2 separate regions of the Sus scrofa genome follow, and region 1 is linked to region 2. A link is a contact called in public Hi-C data. All regions are on one chromosome and are shown on one strand. Each heading gives the region's core, a stretch centred on a gene start, on an enhancer-like site or on the middle of the called end of the contact. The rest is flanking DNA. Distances are from core to core; before and after follow the strand shown. Region 1 overlaps INPP4B (type II inositol 3,4-bisphosphate 4-phosphatase). Region 2 overlaps INPP4B (type II inositol 3,4-bisphosphate 4-phosphatase).

The links. Hi-C and Micro-C count contacts between places; a contact is called where the count stands out from the background.
Region 1: a Hi-C map of skeletal muscle shows a contact between it and region 2, with 4 times the contacts expected there. The contact joins two enhancer-like sites. A contact is called at or near these places in 1 of 5 promoter capture datasets (liver), 8 of 47 Hi-C or Micro-C datasets (alveolar macrophages, embryonic fibroblasts, heart right ventricle and 4 more) and 1 of 2 datasets of contacts at active chromatin or transcription factors (skeletal muscle).

The regions. Positions count from the first base shown.
Region 1 is chr8:85,238,413-85,241,691 of Sscrofa11.1, reverse strand. All of the region lies in intron 7 of INPP4B (type II inositol 3,4-bisphosphate 4-phosphatase), which reads right to left. Among named protein-coding and RNA genes, the nearest start is that of INPP4B, 430 kb to the right of the region's middle. Within about 2 kb of position 1,286, at least 15 of the 83 cell types and tissues checked have an H3K27ac peak or open chromatin away from gene starts, as enhancers often do. A contact at or near this core is called in skeletal muscle, where this site is marked.
Region 2 is chr8:84,947,377-84,950,313 of Sscrofa11.1, reverse strand. All of the region lies in intron 2 of INPP4B (type II inositol 3,4-bisphosphate 4-phosphatase), which reads right to left. Among named protein-coding and RNA genes, the nearest start is that of INPP4B, 140 kb to the right of the region's middle. Within about 2 kb of position 1,548, at least 1 of the 83 cell types and tissues checked has an H3K27ac peak or open chromatin away from gene starts, as enhancers often do. A contact at or near this core is called in skeletal muscle, where this site is marked.

The DNA.
Region 1 (3,279 bases), core at 37-2,536, 290 kb before region 2:
TACAAACATTAAAAATAAGCCATTCATTAAAACAGGTGGGCAGATCATTTTTATGTGATCTTTTCTCCTGAGACCTCTCTGATATCATAATATAAACGACTGAAGATGAAATATGAAAGCATTTATGAGATGAGGAGGAGAGCATGTACTAGGTGGAGATTTTCTTCTAGTCTTGGGTACATGTCTAAGAGCAGAGGCAGTTCAGAAAGGGGGGGACAGTCCTCTACAAAGAGTAGCAAAGGTTGTTTTATTCCCACCTGAACATTAAGTCTTTCCATCCTAGGTCACAACAATTCCCTGATACCCTGAGGGGAAGGGAGGAGGAATTGGGGAAATGTAATTGTCAAAAGCATGACAACATCTAAACACAATAATCCGTAAACTCTGCTGTATGAGTATAAACCAAATCGTAGCTTCATTATGCGGCTGCACACATATTCACACATTTTGAAAAAATGTACATCCGTAATAAAGATAAACTATAGGCTCCATCTTGTGGAAAATGTTCCTCCATCCTGAAGTCTTTGCTATGATAAAGGGGTGTCAGGGGACAAGGGCATTTGGTCTGAAGAGGGGACATTAGAAAGAGTCTCGCCCTGTTGCAACCCTGCTGTTGTAAAGAGGTCACTGAGGAGGAGCCTTTGTTTCCATCAGCCCCTAAGTTAATTGCTCTGTCATTAATCATCTTGATAGGGAAATGGGTTGACTTTTGGCATTTTAATAAATTTAAGGCATTCACCATCCTGTCACTTCAGTGTTTGCTCTTGTCTAAGGAGAATCTTTTATTTTTGGAATATTTTATCTCAGAGGAAGAATCATTCACCCCATCATTTGTGGACCCACATCAGGTTACCCTGGAGCCCCAGGACCAGCCACTTGCCTTGCCTTCTAATTCTATTTTAACGCAGATGATTAAGGAGATACCTGAAATCCTCAGCACTGGGAAGCCTTCCCTCTATTCTCGTGGCTTCATCCTTAAAATTGACAAGTGCAAGTCTGGGATATCAGGAAATACAAGAACCTCTTTCTCAACAGGGGTTTGGCGACCCACTCATTTCAAGTACCATAGCTCCAGGGTGGCAGACTAGAACTGGGCAATGAGCATCTAAAATATCCCCAGTGAACAATTTGAAGGAAGAGTTCTCCCTTCTATCGCTATAGAAGGTTAGCAGAGCAGCGCCTTATCTGTCTTCAGAATTCCCCGTGTCAACTTCACTGAGTGCCTGTTCCCAAGAGCTGTTCTGCAGGAGGGCAGAGTGATTTCATGCACTTCACAGCCAGCCCAGTGCAGGCTCTTGGGAAGCTAATGTTTACAGCTCAGCCTTGCCAGCACCAATGAGGAACACAGAGCAGATGTTATTTTCCTCATGTTTTTACACTCCTTTGGGTTTTTTGTTCCTGTTCCAAATTTCCGCCATATTTGGCTCTTTATTAGCTATTACTGCATATACGGTCTGGTCGCCAAGATCGTTATGGGGGATAGCCCTTTATTTATAATCTGAGTTAAAATAAACTCGGGTCAATTATCAGCAATATATCTCAATTTGGATAGAAATGCTGACATCACAGAAGATAGCCCTTTCTCCACAAATCTCTTTTGATTTCCCCTCAGAGAATAAAAGCATCTGATATACAGTGACAAAAGAAACATTTGTGAGTCACTTTCCAAATGAGGGGAAAGAAAGGAAAGTTGGCATAAAAGGGATGCTATTTTTCATACTGCCTGTTGAACTTGCTTTGTACATTAGGTTCTTAGGAAGAAAGATCTACTTTCTTCCAGTAGCTTAGCACTAAATGGTCCTCTAAGAGAATGAAAGTTAAACTGCTCTCTTAGCAAATCACTTAAAAACAGAGTCATTTGGTCACAAGGAGAATCTCATGGATTGTCTTTTCCACCTTTTTGCAAAGGCATACAGATATTATATTTCAGGGGAAATATAAAACATGAGCGTTTTTTTCAACATCAATAATTTATAAAAATAAAATATTTTATAAAGATTTATTATACAGCCCACAAATATTTTATAAAGATTTATTATACAGCCCACAAAAACAGTCTTTGAAGTGGAAAATTGTGTGAGGAAAAGAGGAAATATAGTAATCACTCTATCTCGAATGTAATATCGAGAATTGTCCAGATCCCCCTACCCCCTCCACTAAGGAATCAAAGAATCACATATGCTTCTTTATTTTTCAGCTATAATTTTAAAATGGACAAACCAAGAGCTTTATGCTCCAATAATTCCAGGTATTCCTGAAACCAATATTGTCAAAGAAGTTACAACAAAAAAGCCATCATCATTATCTGACCAGAATATCTGTTTATTCTCTTCAAAGTAAGTCAGAAATAAAAGTTGTTCTTTTTTTAAGATACTCAATGCATTCTCAAATAATCATGCTGTAGGACACAGACTTTGATTATTACCGTAACCAAAGATATTTCTCATGCTCTTAGATACAAGAAACCATAGAACAAAAATTATCAAGAGACGTGAAGCTGCAGAATTTAGTTGTAAATTGCTTTCCACTGCTGCAAAGAAGTTACTCTCTTAGCTTTTCTCTAAGTGTTTAGGAATATGCCATGTCCAGAACATAAAGTATGCCCTTGCTGTATTTAAGCAAAATAATAAAAGTGGGAACATTGTTGTCACATTCTGTGTTTAATAACTGGTGGTGTCTCTGTCTCAAACTGCCATTTCTCTAAGATAATGGGAAGATAAATCAGAGCACATAATGAATGGTATTCACCATCATCCTTCTTGGTGACCATTCTTCCAAGTGTTGTTTTGTTTTGGGGTTTGTTTGGGTTGTTTTTGGTTTGGTTTTTTTTTTTTTTTTTTTTTTTTTTTGGTTTTTTGGCTAAACAAACAGAAAACCAAAACTTAAAAAGAGTTTCTTTTATGTATCACCAACACCAACGTAATTCAAATTCTTACCCCACTCCTCCTTACCCTATATTTACCTTATTCTGCATGAATGTTCTAATTCATACTTTGTTACAGCAGAATAAGGTTATTATTCATAAGCTATTGAGTCTCAATGATAACAGGGCCACAAGTGGTGGAACTATTAAGTACTTTGCTATCGGTAAGATAGCTGACGACATGGAAGTCATTTAAGAATATCTAAGGCATTATTTTTCAGGATTTAAAACACCAAAAACATTAATGACTATAAAATTCTTCCTCTGCATTGCAAAAATATAATCTACATCTGTATCTCAATTTCCAAAGTGGTTTTACATACAACTGAGCCATGATTAACTCTCGGCTCATTGTC
Region 2 (2,937 bases), core at 299-2,798:
CAATCTACCACGTTTTTAATAATTTTAACGAGTTAGTAAGAACAAGCCTCAAAAGCTAAGCATAGCCTAAGAATGGAAAATGAGTTGTTTATTGCCAATGCAGTAAAAACGAGCTCCACGATCATGATCTCCAAGCCCTTCACACATCCTGTACAAAGATCTATCAATATCTGATCTACGCCCAGCTACCGTATCACCAATTGGATCAAACATCCAACTTCTTTCAGGAAAAATAGACAGTAACATTCTAATCAAATGATTAATTGTCATTGTTAGCGATATTTATATCAGTTCAAAAGTTGGGACAAGAGAGGGAGTTCCCGTTGTGGCTCAGCAGGTTAAGAACCCAACTAGCATCCTTGAGGATGCGGGTTCGATCCCTGGCCTTGCTCAGTGGGTTGGGGATCTGGTGTTGCTGCAAGCTGCGGTGTAGGTCCCAGATACAGCTCCAGTCTGTGGCATCTGGCACTGTTGTGCCTGTGGTGTAGGCTGGCAGCTGTAGCTCCTATTGGATCCCTAGCTTAGGAACTTCCACATGCTGCAGGTGCAGCCCTAAAAAAATAAGTTGGAACAAGAGTAATTTTATCTGTCCTAGTATTTTCAGACATAATAATTTTATGTCTGAGGCTATTTTCAACTGTGGGATTTTAATGCATTAACTCCAAGAAAACATTATTATACACCTTATCTTTACAAAAACTGGAGAAGCACATGATCATGAGCTTCACTCCTCTCATCAGTGAGTGTGTGTGTGTATGTGTGTGTGTGTGGTGAGTGTATGCGGGGTGGCATTCTTTCATGAACAACCTTCCCTGTCTGTACTCCCTCAGACGAGTTGTTCATCCTCTTAGAAAGCTTCAGGCAAATTCCATAACTTTCCAAACTCCATCTCAGGTAGTAACTTCTCTTTTGAACTCAGTTCCATATTTCCATTCCTGTTTGATTTCGTTTTGCCATCTCGCCATCCTCAATAATTCTAAAGGTGAATTCATCACCTCCTCAGCCATCACCCGCCAAACACATGTACAGTGTTATGTGATCACTCAAGGTAAGTAAGCCTCCTAGTTCCATTTCTTATACATAACAAAAGCAGGATGAAATTATAGTTATGACCAATCTTGTCATAACCCTCGTTCTCCAATTTTGCCTTCAGAATAACCCTGTGGTAAGTATTATTCTCTTACTTTATTGAAGTGGACAATAGTATACCAAGTTGTGTAGACTGTCAAATATAAAAGCACTGGCAGGGTGGACAGGCAGAGCTGCAAATACAGATCAATGAGGTTAATAATCATTGTATGAAGAATGCTAAGTGTGCTGAAACTAAATTTTATGGAAGTGAAGTTTGAGACTTCCTTAATGAAATTAATAGTTAATTAAGCACCAACTATATGCCAGTATCTATTTTAAGTTAATGTTAATATCCTAAGTTACTACTAACTCACTTAATTATTTAAGTCTATTTCTTTAACAGTTTTGTAGAAGACAGCAGTATGAGATCCCATGGGTGAAGTAGCCTGCATAAGGTCAGGTGGCAAAAAGCTAATAATAAATCAGCAATCTGGGATTTGAATGCAGGCCATCTGGCTCCTGAGAAATGTCCCTGCTACATCCTGCTCTCTGAAATGAAGAATAAGGAAGTAATGGAGGGGAGAAGTAACAGTAAATGCCAAGTCATCAAAGTAGGGATAAGTCAATCACACAGGCATGGGGATCAACCAGGTTGTATGGGCTCTGAAGTCACTCCTGGCTGAGAAATCAGATGGAAATGAGGTTGGAAGGATCCGGGATGCAGCAGCAGCAGCAGCAGTAGCGGCAGTAGCAGCAGCAAAGTGGTCATTGAATGTCAGGCTGAGTTGTTCAGATGTCTGGAACCGCCCAAAGGGAACTTGACCCTCTGTATAATTTAATCCGCATCAACGCACAGGCAAATGAACATGTTGAGGAGAAACGCGCTGGTGCATATGGAAGTGGGAGGTAGTTTCTTAATGTGGAGCTAAAACAGTTTGTTTGAAACTGGCAGCATCTCGAACTCAAAATACTTCACATACATCTGTGTCATTGAACTATTTGCAAATGATGAAGAAAGTCACAGGCTGAGGACAGGTGCCCTGGTCACATACCAGCCTTGACCTTATTCTGGAGGGTTAAGTACTGGAAACATGGGATGGCTGTTCCAGAGCTAGCAAGCTGTGTGCTTCCACACCAACTTCAATGCCAGGAGTGCCTTAACTGAACATCTGGCTAATAATACACCTTCCATTTATTAACACACTTACTCACTGCATCTGCTCTGCGCCAGGAAATTACATGGGCCAAGTAATGGCAGCATGATTTCAAATGTTTGCCTCATCACCTACTAACATAATTAAAGAATAACAATCACAGTCGTGGAGAAAATCTTGGTTAACTCTTTTTTTTTTTTTTTTTGTCTTTTTGTCTTTTTAGGGCCGCACCTGCAGCATATGGAGATTCCCAGGCTAGGGGTCTAATGGGAGCTGCACTGCCTGCTTATGCCAGAGCCACAGCAATGCCAGATCCTTAATCCACTGAGTGAGGCCAGGGATCAAACCCGCAAACTCATGGTTCCTAGTCAGATTCACTAACCACTGAGCCACAATGGGAACTCCGGTTAACTCTTTTTTCAAGAACAGTTCTAAACAGAGATACAGAAAATACAAAACCTACTGATAATCTTATGAAAGCAAAACAATAATTCTCAAATATAACAACTTTGATATGAAAGAAAGTATTGCTTTAGCCTATGTACTAGTTGAGTTAGTCTGCTCACTGCACCCACTAAAACAATTTTTAAAAATCTTAAAAGTGATAAGGGTATAACATATACATTAGTATTTTCCTTGATAAAACTGGTTTCAGGAAAGGAAATTTTAGGAGTTCCCTGGTAGCCTAGTGGGTAAAGATTCAGCATTGTCA